Regions from separate parts of the Mus musculus genome. Here region 1 is linked to region 2. Evidence: chromatin contacts called from public HiChIP or PLAC-seq data. All regions are on one chromosome and are shown on one strand. The core of a region is the stretch at or near the end of the contact, and the rest is flanking DNA. Distances in the headings are between cores, read along the strand shown. Region 1 holds the start of Huwe1 (HECT, UBA and WWE domain containing 1). Region 2 has its middle 25 kb from the start of Phf8.

The links. HiChIP or PLAC-seq counts read pairs in DNA pulled down with a chosen protein or histone mark.
Region 1: an H3K4me3 HiChIP or PLAC-seq map of bone marrow-derived macrophages shows a contact between it and region 2, with 2.9 times the contacts expected there. The contact joins the promoter of Huwe1 here to the enhancer-like site in region 2. A contact is called at or near these places in 6 of 39 promoter capture datasets (the C10 cell line, the HPC-7 cell line, HPC-7-derived erythroid cells and 3 more), 1 of 484 Hi-C or Micro-C datasets (the G1E-ER4 cell line) and 9 of 115 datasets of contacts at active chromatin or transcription factors (the 230-238 cell line, the SCID.adh cell line, acute myeloid leukemia and 4 more).

Annotation. Positions count from the first base shown.
Region 1 is chrX:151,797,529-151,804,580 of GRCm38.p6, reverse strand. It overlaps Huwe1 (HECT, UBA and WWE domain containing 1), which reads right to left and starts at 1,299. Exons shown (of 83, transcript NM_021523.4): 1 at 1,012-1,299. It also overlaps the pseudogene Gm18498.
Region 2 is chrX:151,492,494-151,498,814 of GRCm38.p6, reverse strand. It overlaps the pseudogene Gm15148. Among named protein-coding and RNA genes, the nearest start is that of Phf8, 25 kb to the left of the region's middle. Within about 2 kb of position 2,099, at least 6 of the 459 cell types and tissues checked have an H3K27ac peak or open chromatin away from gene starts, as enhancers often do. A contact at or near this core is called in bone marrow-derived macrophages, where this site is marked.

The DNA.
Region 1 (7,052 bases), core at 50-2,549, 310 kb before region 2:
CGAAGGAGACCACTAAGACTGCAATTATCCGACCACTGACCCGTTTATTGTTCTGCCCAAGTATGGTCTCAAAACATTCAAAGTTGAAGAAATCAGTACGCTGTCCCCGCGTCAGGGATAAACAAGCAAGAGGACCTAGGAAAATGGAAGGTTACTGCTGATCCATCCACAAAGATGGAGTAAATGCAGGGAATAAGATAAGCTCTTTTAACATCTGCGCCAAAAGCACCACGGAAGGACATGGGACAGGGTAGATGATTCAGGCTAGGCTCTAAATTAGGACTACAGAGGAGGAGTGATAGGATTTTTTTTAACTTCTCCCCTTAATAATGCATCCCGATATTCACGTAGCTGAGCGATTTGACAGGGAGACAGAATTTGGGAAAGGGAAGGTACTCTAATGACTCTACAGATTGACCTCTCAAACCTTAGCCCGAAAGCCGCGGGAGCAGGGAAGCAGAGCCCACCTCGGATCAAGAAAAACTAGGGGTTTCATATGGGTCGCTGCAAGGGCTGAGAAGCAGCAAGCGCGCAATAATTATGAGAACAATCTTAGGTGCGTCCCTCTCTCCCACTTTTTAATCTAATCCCCAGCCCACTACCCAATGAACTATGGACTCCCTCCCGCACTTCCCAACCCGCCCACTGCGACGACGAAAACAGAGGCGAAGAGCGATTGGTGGGGCAAAGGCAGGCCCACACGAGGCAGAGGCCGGGGGAAATGGTGTCGCTTTAACCGGTAAGAAACAGGATGGTCTTCAGCTCAGGAAGGATTTACCGGCACCACGACGTTTCGCCATTCGTCATCTCCTTAACGTCTGGTACCTGAGAAGCGTCACAAACGCGGATAGCTAACCCCTTGGTACCGTGTAAGAGCAAGACAGGCAGCCGCCGCCGCCGCCATCTTAACAGGCGGCCCGACCCTAGTCACTGCCCCCCCACCCCCAAGGTATCTCCGCCACCGCCGGCGAATCCCCACGAGGACGTAACCCTGCTCCCGCGAGAACTCACCGGCTAAGAACGGCAGCACCAGAAGACGCTGCTCGCGCCTCCGCAGCTCCTGCACTCAGTAGCCAACCTCGGCCGCCGCCTTCGCGTGATCCCAGGAGAACCTCCACCGGACCAGGAAAAACTGAGCCCAGCCCGTCCCAACCCTCGCTTGCCACCAAACCCCAAATCGCCACCGCTCCGCTCTCACCCCACGCGAAGCGAAAAGCAAATGACGCACAACCTCACGGAGCACTACGGGGCGGAGCCAGCATGCCGCCGCCGGCTCCCGCATGCGCCGTAGGAACTATCGCGATATTACGTTCAGCCTCGCCGAGACCTTCGTAATTCACCGCAGGAGACCGCCCGCGCCTCGCCTTTAGGAAACATGAGATCTCGCGAGACCAGGTGCACGCTCCTAAAAAGGAGAAAGGCGGAGCTTCGTGAAAATGACTGGGAGTTTTTTCGGGGAAAGGGAGGAAGCTCTCGTCCTTTAGGGATCTCGCTTACCACGAGGTTTCCGACCCACTGCGGAGCTTGCTACCAAACCTCGCGATGACACAGCTCAGCGCCAAATCTCGGCCATGTCTTGAAAACTACCTCCGCCCCCGATTTAGGTGTCTGGAGCCTGCCTAGTGCTTAAAAAGTCAACCTGTTTATTCTCACGCTTCCAGCAGGGCTGTACCAATTAGCCAAACTCCATTCCGAAAGCGAAAAGAATGGGTTCCCATTGTTACCTGCCTCGAGGAATAACGTGCTAGTCTTAACTAACGCATAAAAGATGTTCAATTTACAATAAACACACAAATGCAAATGGAAACAATGACACACCAGTTTTTGTGCTCAAAACATGGGGGGAAAAATCTAAAGACCTCTAATATCCATACTTCTTCCTTCGCCGCACTGCAGGCTAACCTGAATCCATCTTTTCACTAAAAGCTCATATCATTAGTTCTACCTCCGGAGTCACCAGTTTTAAATATTGAGGCTTTCCTTACCTTATAACAAAAAAGACCCAATAAAGTGGTTTTCTCCAAACAAAGGCGTCTGCCCTCAAAAGCAAATTCAAGCTTGGGGTGGGGAGAAAGGCGCTTGGAGATTTTAATATGGCAGTTTTTGCATGTCTAACCAACAATGTTTCTCCAATAAATCGGGATCCAGTCTGGCCCGTTTGTGAGCTTTTCCATTCTAATCCATTGTTCTGTCTATTCTAATTTAAACATGCTTCCTTCAGAGTACAGTTTAATTGTACAAGCACCCCCATCTTTAAAAACATTTTCTTGGTTATTCTTAGCCATCCCCCCCTCATAAACTTTAGAATCGTCAAGTTCCAAAAACTTAGTATATTTATTGGAATTGCATCAACTGCTTGAATCAATATAGAAAAATGAATATCGTTACAGAATAGAGGCTTCCTATGCAGAAGCCTGATATTCCTTCTCCATTTATGCAAACGTTCTTCCATTGTATTCCTGAAAGTTTTATAGTTTACTTCCAGATATTTTTATTTTTCTTGAAATTTAGAGTGGGGGGGTTGGTATTAAAATTTCAAAATGTTTATTGCTTATATACAAGACTGTTCATATTTAACTACTGACTTTTGTAATTAGAAAAATGAAAATATGCTCAAACAGCAGTAAAATGAAAGCAACGACATGTGATTTTTTACTGTATAACTGAAAAGATATAAAGATAAGTAACAATTCATGTTGGCATAGCTATGGAAAAATAGGCAATATCGTACTACGTTGGAGAGTGTAAATTATTATGGCCTTTGGGGAAGGAGATTTAGATAAATCTATCAAGATTTGAAATACATACACGTTTTGATTCTGCTATTACTTCTCGAAGAATTTCTCCTACAGGAATACCTTCGTACATGTGCACGAAACATACACAAGCCCATTCATTACTTGCAATAGCCCCCTCTCCCCCAAAGAAAACAAGCTAGTGTACAACAATCAGGAAACGGTTAAATAAACTGTAGTCCAAGCATACAATATAGCTATGTAAAAATGGGACACAATTGAATGCTGTGATATACTAAGATACATAAAATAGTTTTAAAAATTAATGCAATGAAACAAAATGAATGTGTGTCCTGCAGCACCATACATATCAGAACACACACACACACACACACACACACACATACATATCAGGACACATGCACGCGCACGCGCGCGCGCCTAGTAGTGACCATGAAGCTTGCCTGCTCGCCCCTCACCTTCCTTTTCCTCTTGAAGCCGCCTTCCTCCAACCCTTAAGAGAAAAACTGAAGGCTGGGCCTTTACTTCTTTTCTAGGGCCACTAGGCCAGGGCCAATGCCGGTACCTCGCATCCCCACTGTTGGCCGCTCTCTTGCGCGCTGTTCGCTGCTTCCCCGCTGTCCTGCTGTCCCCAAAGATGCAGCTAGCTCTCTGCTGGAGGCCGCAGAGGACTGGGGGAGGGGAGAGGAGGAGGGGTTCGAGGAAGGCTGCTGCTACCGCCAGTCTGGCCCTTCAGCAGCCTTTCCCAAAGGCTCTCCAAAGCGGCTACCTCCGAGCCTCAGAGCCAGATCCCGTGGGAACTGCCCCCTACCTCGAGGAGTCTAAAACCGCCCCGTCCCCCCAGGTCCCGGAAGAGGGGAGGGGGGAACTAAGCTCACCTCCGCCGCAGGGGCTTGGCGAGGCCTGCAACAGTGTGCAGGGTCTGAGGCCAGTAGCAATCTTGTCCCCCCCCCCCAGCCCCCTCCCTCGCCCTCGGCTTACAAAGCCCCCCCCACCCCCACGGCTGCACAGCTCACACTGGATATAAGGCTCCTCCTACCACGCGATTAGCCCCGCCTCTGTCCCTTGAGAGGGCGCTCCTGCTCCCTTGGTGGTATATTTTACTCACCTAAGGGAGACCTTGCTGGAGCTACTCATGGTCCAATAAATGCCACCATAGAGGATAGTAGGATCACTAAGGAACTGGAATTTGATTGCTCTACAATGAAAATCCCTGAAGGGATAAAACTTGATATGCATTTTAAAAATTAAGGAACGGGGAGTATAAGAGGGCAAGATGACACACATTGTGGAGGGCCAGAATAAAGGATGAGAAGCACCGTGCAAATCTACAAAGGCACATAGTCCTCCCTCAAACATTTCTCCTTTGTATTAGGTGGGGTGGTACTATGATTGGAGGACTCCATAAACTGTAGATACATTTGTAAATGTATAGAAATAAAAATGACCTGGTGGGAAATGACCCTATTAATTGGTATTTGTCTGGGATAGAGAATGAAATTGGAGAGTAAAAGGATGGGGGAAAGGGCATTGATTTGCAACTCTGAATGCTTCAATAAGGTTTGAATTTTAACAAATGAATTAATTTGATTTTCAAAACAAAAATGAAAAGATGTTAGTGAAAGAACCCTTGAGACATTCATTCCACGTTACAGAATGGTGGTTCAAACCCTGAATTGGGAATCTGCTTAATGGAACCACTCCCTCCCTCCATGTGCAGTTTTCTGTACAACCTAAGAAGATGCACAGAGGGCCCTTTGAGGTAGTCTCATTGTATATTCTTAACAAAGGTGTATTTCGTGAATGAGTGTTACTCCATTGTAAGGCTGATTATTTAACTAATGTCCTATGTTTAGGTCTTATTATTATTTTTAAAAACAGACTTGGTTTTTATCATAGCAAACATTGGAAAGGAGCAGCCATGGTTCTGTGCCATCCATCCATGGCCTTGGCTTCCAAAAGGGCTACAAGATAATCAGGACAAGCATCTCAACTTTGAGCAGTAACTGATCAGACAGCTATGTATCTTTGCTTGATAAAATAGCATCTGAGAAGTGGTCCAGGGACTTTTATTTCCAACAGCAGCCACTTTCAGATCATAAGGATGGATCTCCCTAAGTTTCTTGAGTAGCTGACATCCATTTGGACCCAAATAGCTTGTCTTGCAACTTCTGAGTTCTTGGTTGGCTTCTGATTTCTCAGTAGACCCCTGTCACCCTGGGCCAGCTCCTTGTCTTATAGAATTTCATAACTGGCAAGAACTTTCTTAAAGGAGAGGACCCCTGGATGGGGTGGGAGCAGGAGAACTCACTCCATTTACAGCCTGAAATCTTCTTATTGAGGACCAGAATTTCAAGAGAGTCATTCATCTTGTTGTACTTAAAGATGCAATCTTTGGTAGTGCAGAACATTGGGTTTCCAAGCTTGAAATGTGCCTGAAGGTCTTGAGCCATCCATCCTCATATTTTCTATCAGAAAGGACTTCAGTTTATCACCTATGGTGATGTGGTAGCCTTTGCAGTCAAAGTAATGCTTACCATTGTTCATCACAGGCACACCTCCATGAGGAATAGCACACTGATGCACTGGATCTCATCAAACAGCTTGCTTGTTACTTATTTGCCAAAGATACTCTCTAGATAGAGGAGTACGTTGCTTGTTATTCCACTTGATCCTGTGGTTGTAACCCTCCCTATACTTCTGGGCACCCTCACTGGTAAGACAAGAGAGCACGCCCAGCATACTAGTGCTCTGAGTATATTTCTCTGTGGGAAACTAGCAAAATCCAGCTTATACAGCATAGCCACCTATATGTGGACACCAAAAGCCTACTAATGAATAACATACAAGTGATGTATAGTGAGGTCACATACATGTCTTTCATGAACTGCAATAAAACAAGGATAGCTTGCTGTGTCATCACCACTTTTTAATCTCTGAGAATTTCTTGCTAAGGAAGATGACTGTTTCTCCAGCATTGCACAAAGATTCCTGGTCCAGATGCAGAGTGGGTACTTCCTGAGCCCATCTATGAAGAGAGTGAATTTGGGAACAGCAAATAGGTGACTGAGAAAAATCTAGATATAGATATTGTCCATTCCTACCTTTCTCTTCCAGAGGATTCCCTTCTTTTTAAAGATTCTTGTATCTCTTAATGTTCCTCACTATCAAATCCTTCCAGGTCAGCTCATGGTGGTTAGAGAAATGCTTGACTATTTGATTGCTGGGGACCCTGTGGACAGTTTGACACTGAACAATATTTTTGCTTGGTTTGCTCACACATTCTGTAGACATTTAAAAAGTTCCAATCATTGTGGGGGGGTTGTTTTGCTTTGTTTATTGGTTTTGTTATTGTTGTTGTTGTTGTTTAGACATTAAAGTTGTTGATCAGTAGTGATGTCCCAATGTGAGTGACCCATTTTCCTCTTCCTGCCATGATCCTCTAAGGTGACCAGAATCCCAGGTTTCTCTCAAATTTCACTTATTCTAGCCTCTGGGTCTCACTTGATGTCAGATTGCTACACTATCACTTCATGCTATGAGCAGAAAAGCAGAGAATTGAATTAGACGCCTTGTTCCCACCTCATCACTACTTCACTGCTTGAATAGTGGAGGGAGGACCCTGCTAGCTATCTCAGTAGACCAGCCCACTCTCCTGTCTCTACCATTGTTATGATAACATGAAGAAGGATTTCATCACTCAATGTGTGAAGAGATAACCTAGCTTCCCCCTTCCCTTTTATTTTAAAAATTCTTTCCTAAATACATGTAAATGCATAATTACAAAACATTCTCTGCAGTTGTCATGGTTAATCTTGATTGTCAACTTGATTGGATTCAGAAGCATGCTTCTAGAAAATTCGTGAAGTATACTTCTGTGAGAATTTGTGAGCATGTTTCTAGAAAGGAATAACTAGAGGGAGGTAGTCTTATGGTGGCAGATTAGGAGATATAGTGAGAAAGAAATTGACATTGAGAGACTAAGGGGGAAAGGAAAGGAAAGAGAGAAAGAGGGATGGGATGGAGGGAGGAAGAGAGAGAAATAGACTTCTCTAGGGTGCTTTTGTAATTCTCCATCAGTGTGTGATAGAATGATATAGTCCAGTTTCAGAACAGATGTTTCCCCCTAGTTTACTCCTTTCTGGAAATTCCCTCACAGACACCACAAGAAGTGTACTTTTATTGATCTCTTAGGCACTTCTCAGTCTGATCAAGTTAAAAATCAGAAGTAACCATCGCAAGCCCAGCTTTTTTCCATGTAAAACCCAAACACATCACTTTGTATAACAAATTCTA
Region 2 (6,321 bases), core at 850-3,349:
AATATTTCAACTTCCTTGTTTGTTATCTTTTTATTTCTTTCTCTTGTCTTACGGCTGTAACTAAGACTTCAATCACTATATTAAATAGGAGTGATCGCCCTTGTTCTTTAGTACTGATGCTTTGAGTTTAGCACAATTTGGACTACAGTTTTGTCATACCTACCCTTTATTATGGTGAAATATGTTTGCACAGCTCCAGGGACAGGGGCAGTGAAGTAATAAAAAGACAAACACGAGCCGGGTGTGGTGGCACACACCTTTAGTCCCAGCACCTGGGAGGCAGAGGCAGGCGAATTTCTGAGTTCGAGGCCAGCCTGGTCTACAAAGTGAGTTCCAGGACAGCCAAGACTATTCAGAGAAACCATGTCTTGAAAAACAAAATTAAAAAAAAAAAAGACAAACACATAAGCATACAGTAAAGCTGGGCTCTCTGATAGAGAAGCTGCAGCACCCCAGAATCTCAGTGTGTTTATTATATACAGTTAAACAGACAGGCAGAGTTATTGCGTATAGCTGAACAAGGAGGTGGGGTTATTTATATAAGGCTGAAAGAGAAGACAGGTTCAGCTTATCTCTCTAAGAGGGATCTCTGTAGAGGATCAATCTTCAGGTGGTAAATATCCAGGTGTAGAAAGATATAGTGGACATTTTCTGCACATACTATCAACATTCACACACAGACCAGAAGGCAGCTTTGCCATCATTCTGAGCCTGACCCTGGGAGAAAGGTGTTTCAATTTTCCCATGGATCTGAGGCTCTAGCTCTTGACTTGGCTGTGCCCAAGTTAACAATACACTGAGGCCTTCAAATATTCAGGGCTTCCCCTGATCCCCATAGTCCCTCAATCCTTAGTATCTTCAGAGCTTTTTATATATTTCATCAAAGGCCTTTTCTGCACTTATTGAGATAATCATGTGACTTCTGTCCAGGAGTCCATTTATGTGATAAATTACATTGATTTATATATGTGAATAATCACTGAACCTTTGGAATGAAGACAACTTGATCACAGTTAATGATCTTTTTGATCTATTCTTCAAGTCCAATTGCAAGTATTTTATTGTCGAGAAATGTTTACACCTATCTTCTTCGGGGGAAATTGGTCTATAGTTATTATATGCTGTTGTATCTTTGCCTACATTTATTGGCTTCATGAAAAAGAGTTGGGAAGCATTCCTTCTGTTTTATGGAATAATTTGACAAGTATTGTTTTTCATTCTTTAATGGCTTGGCTAGAATTCTGCTTAGAATCTATCTGAATTTTGGGGTGGGGCAGATTTACTACTGCACCAATCTTGTTGCTTGTTACAGATCAATTTGAATGATCTCATCTTGGTTTAACATCACTATATAATACGTATTTATGAATTCATCTACTTTTAGATTTTCCAATTTGAATAAATGTAAGTTTTGTAGGTATGATGATACTTTCTAAATTTCATTGATATCTGCTGTATTCTTTCTCTTTTCATCTAGAATTTTATCGATTTGGTCGTTTTTCTGTATTTGCTGGTGAATTTGATTAAGAGTTTGTCAATTTTGTTTATCTTTCCAAAGAGCCATTTTGTCCATTTCATCAATTCTTGTTATTTATTTTTGCTATTGTTTGTTTATATTTCACTGGATTCTGCCATAATCTCAATTATTTCGATCTACTAGTTTAGGTATTGGTTTGTTTTGTTAGTTCAATTTTTAAAGATGCATCATTAAGTAAGGTATTCTGTAGCATATGCATTTAGAGCTATAAAATTCCCTCATGTGTCTGCCTTCAATGGAATCCAATTGATTTAAGTGTTCACTTCTAGGAATTTGTTTCCTTCTTGATTTGTTCAATGGTTCTATCCATTGTTTTCATCATATCATGACTCTATCACTGTTATTATTATGACCCTCTCTGTGTGGGGGTGGGGGGAGTGTGCTGTGGTGAACATGTGGAAGTCAGAAGATAACTCTCAGAAGTTGGTTCTCTCCTTCCAGTATGAGCTCAGAAGATCAAACTCATATTTTCTGCCTTCCTGAGGAAGTGGTTTTATCTGCTCAGTTATCTTGCCAGAGAAGGAATTGCTCCCACACATTATCCAAGTGAGTTGCTTAATCTTCATGGGTTTGGGTATTCATGTTGTTTCACTTCCTGTTAGCGTCTATCTTTATTCCAGTGAGGTTAGACATAATACAAGCAATTATTTCTATTTTCCTATATTTTTGAAACTTGCTTTACTTCCTATTTGATCTATTTTAGCCTATATAGTCTATGGATTCTGTGATGAATGTGTATTCTCAAGTGTTTGGATGGCCAGGCAGTGGTGGCACACACCTTTAATCCCAGCACTCGGGAGGCAGAGGCAGGTGGATTTCTGAGTTCGAGGCCAGCCTGGTCTACAGAGTGAGTTCCAGGACAGCCAGAGCTATACAGAGAAACCCTGTCTTGAAAAACCAAAAAAAAAAAAAAAAAGAGTGTTTGGATGGAATGTTATGTGCCTTGATTTAGGATGTCATTTAACTCATGTTTCTCTATTTTTATGTCTGGATGGTGAGGGTAGCATATTGAAGTCACCTACAATCTGTTTAGATTAACCAGTGATTTAGTATCTAGTAATGTTTGTTTTATAAAATTAAGTAATCAATATATATATGATTGTAATAACCCACTGATTCCAATTAGTGCTTCCTATGTGTGCATGGTTGTAAAGCACCATTTACTGGAGACTGGAAGAAAACTGACTCTTCTTTCCCAGCACCCACCAACTGCCAAAAGCACCCTGCATTTTCTTAAAATTATCACTGACTTTGTCTGAATGATTCAGCTCCTTTACCTTGTCTTCAAGCCCTAATAATCTGTCCTCCACATGTTCCAGTAAGGTTTTCTCCTGGGTTTTTAAATTTTTGATTTGATAACTTTTCCCATCTATAGATTTGTTTCAGTCTGGGTTTTATTCAGTATTCCTCATTATTGAATACTATTTTTGTATCCTGAATTGACTTTCAAATTTCATGCAGCTATTTGTGTTCTCCTGGAATTCATTCAAAAGATTATTGGTATGCTCTTTGAATTCATTCATGAGTTTATGCCTGACTTCTTGAGGTCTCTGAACATATTTGTAATAATTTATTCTGAATTATTCTTCTGAAAATTTCTCTAAGTCCCTCTCAATGGTGTGGCCATTACTATGGTACTGGTTTTTTGTTGTTTTGGTGTTTGTTCTGTTTAGGTTTTTATTTATTTATTTTTTGGCATGAGCACTGGTTGGGTGAAGTTCAAGACAGGGTTTCTCTGTGTAGTCCTGGCTCTCCTGGAACTTGCTCTGTAGACCAGGTTGGCCTTGAGTTTAGAGATCCACCTACCTCTCCTTCCTGAGTGCTGGGATTAAAGGCCTGTGCCACCACTGCCCAGCTGGTACTGGTAATTTTGAAGGAGACAATTTATCTTGGCTTTTTATGGAACTTGTGGTTTTGCACCGGGACATGCACATCCAGAATACATTTGTTGGTTAACTCCTTCTGTTCCTCCTGTGTTGATCGGGCATTTTGATTGGTGTTTGGTGTTTCACCAGTTTGGTTCTTGTTGGCTCAGCTTGCTGACACTTGAACTTCAGTTGTGGAGTCACTCATTGCTGACATCTGGATCGGATAGCTAAGATTATCCCCACATGGCTAGGGGTGGCCTAACCTGTGACTTATATACAGTGCAGTGAGGAAGTTCAGGAGATGGAGTTGAGGCGTTGCTCATCCTCTGATCTTACGAACCAGGGTGCTTGTAAAGTGACAGGGGTCCATTGATAACTGAAAGTCATATATATTCTGACCACATAAACCTCTATGCACACAGGGCTGGAGTGTAGGCCAAGGACAGCAATTGAGAGCTGTGCATTCTCATGAACTAGGTCTCACAGCAAATCAGAGTATATGCTGGGACTGGGAACACACTATCTTGGTTCTCATAAGCCAGAGTGCATGCTGGAGGCAGGAGGGAGATGTGCATCCAGACAGCAGGAGTGCGTTCTGGTATCTGTGAAATTAAATTGTGGAAACTGGAGATTACTTATGTTAATTTATAATTAGGGTGGCTGAGGTGCTCCAGCCTTGGTTAGGTGACAGCAGAATGGTGGGTGGAGTTAAAGCCTTTTGGCCTACTGACATCTGGGGAAATAGCCTGGGATGTACTGACCTCTGGGGCAACAGGAAGGGACCAAACTCTCTGTGTTAAAGGAGTACTAACCTCTGGGGCAATGGGTAGGGGTCGAAGCCTCTGTGGTGCAGACATGCTAGCCTCTGGGATGACAGGAGAGCCCAAAAGGCTCTGCTGCTCAGCACACTGGCCTCAGAGACAATGGGTGGAGACCATTTGTTGTTTTTAAGATACTCCTTCTCTCATGTAACAACAACTATATTATCTTTTTTTGAATTTTGTTATAGTGCATTCTATTTAAATCTTTAATTTTAATCTTAAACTCATTTTATTTCCTCTCCTTTCTGGTACTTTCTTCCCCTAGATTTTCTTCTGGCTGCCAGCTTCACAGCTTAACTCAAATGTTGCTTTTTCAGAGTCATGTCCTGGTCACCACAATTAGCACCCTCATACTGCTCTACGATGTACTATATTTCATTACTCAGATTTATTTTCATCAAAGATAATCTTTCTGAGTTTACTTTAGGGAATTTAGTATTATTATGGTTTGAGTGTGAAATGTTCCCTGAAGGCTTGTTTGCCAAGTGGTGAACTTCCGGTTTATGGGGATATTAACAAAATCCGTGGATCACTCCACTGGTTTATTTGTAGAACTCAAGACTTTGTTGGATGGTCTTGGATAGTAGGAGATGGGAAGGAGACAGGAGATAGGAAATAAGTCAGTGAATGTCAAGGGTTTATCACATTCCTGGTTCCTTGCTCTCTTGCTTCCTGGCTATTAAGATGCAAGCAGCTTTGTTTCACCACAAGCTCTCCAACATGATGTTCAACCCCACCTAAGACCTAAAATAGTGGGGCCAGCTGACCATGCGGTGAAACCTCTAAATCGTGAGTCAAGACAAATCTTTCTTTTAAGTTTTTTATATTGAATATTTTGCCATAGCAATGAAAGTCTAATACAAATGTGATACAGGGATATAACTATTTTTGTCTGAAAGAATAGCTAGTTGTTTTAGCATCAGGATTTCCTTCTCCAAATAACTGTTTCAGTTAATATGTTTTTTTCTATAGTATTTAAGAAAAGATTGAAGGGGGCTGGAGAGATGGCTCAGCAGTTAGGAGCACTGGCTGCTCTTCCAGAGGTCTTGAGTTCAATTTCCAGTAACCACATGGTGACTCACAACCATCTGTAATAGGATCTGATGCCCTCTTCTGGCATGCAGGTGTACATGCAGATAGAGCGCTCATACGTTAAATAAATAAATCTCAAAAAGAAAGGAAAGGAAGAAAGAAGGAAGGAAGGAAGGAAGGAAGGAAGGAAGGAAGGAATGAAGAATCAAAGAAACAAAGAAGGAAAGAAAGAGCTCTTGTCCTTTCCTCTGCCATAGTGTACACTAAGCCTGATTCGGCTTCTCGCCATGTCTTCTCACAAGACTTTCAGAATCAAGCGATTCCTGGCCAAGAAACAAAAGCAAAATCACCCTATTCTTCAGTGGATCCGGATGAAAACTGGTAACAAAATCAGGTACAACTCTAAGAGAAGACACTGGAGGAGAACGAAGCTGGGTCCGTAAGGATTCACACAATGGCAAGACTGAGGATTTATACTGAATTGTCATCAATCAGTCCTACCAGATGGATTTCAACATTTTTAACCTGGAGACTTGCTCGTATCTTAAATTATGATGTTTGTCCAGTAATAAAATATAGAACCTTTCAAAAAAAGAAAAAGAAAAAAGAAAGAAAAGAAAAGAAAAAGGAAGGAAGAAAAGATTGAGTAGAAGATGATATGCTACTAGTTTGATGTCAACTTGGCACAAGCCAGAGTCATTTTGGAAGAGGATACCTCAATTTAGAAAAGGCACCTACTAGATTGGCTTGCGGGCAAGACTGGGGTGCATTTTCTTCATTGATGACTGATGTGGGAGGGCCCAGCCCACTATAGGTGGTGCTATCCCAGGGGTAGTGGTCCTCAGTGGCTCTAAGAAAGCTAGCTGAGCAGGTCATGGAGAGCAAGTGAGTAAGCAGCACTCCTCCATGGCCTCTTCATCAGCTCCTGCTGTAGGGTTCCTGCCCTGACTTCCATACTTGATGGACTACAAGCTATAAGATGAAAAAAAAAACACATTTTTTTCTTTTTTCTTTTGTTTTTTTTTTTTTGTTTTGTTTTGTTTTTTGAGACAGGGTTTCTCTG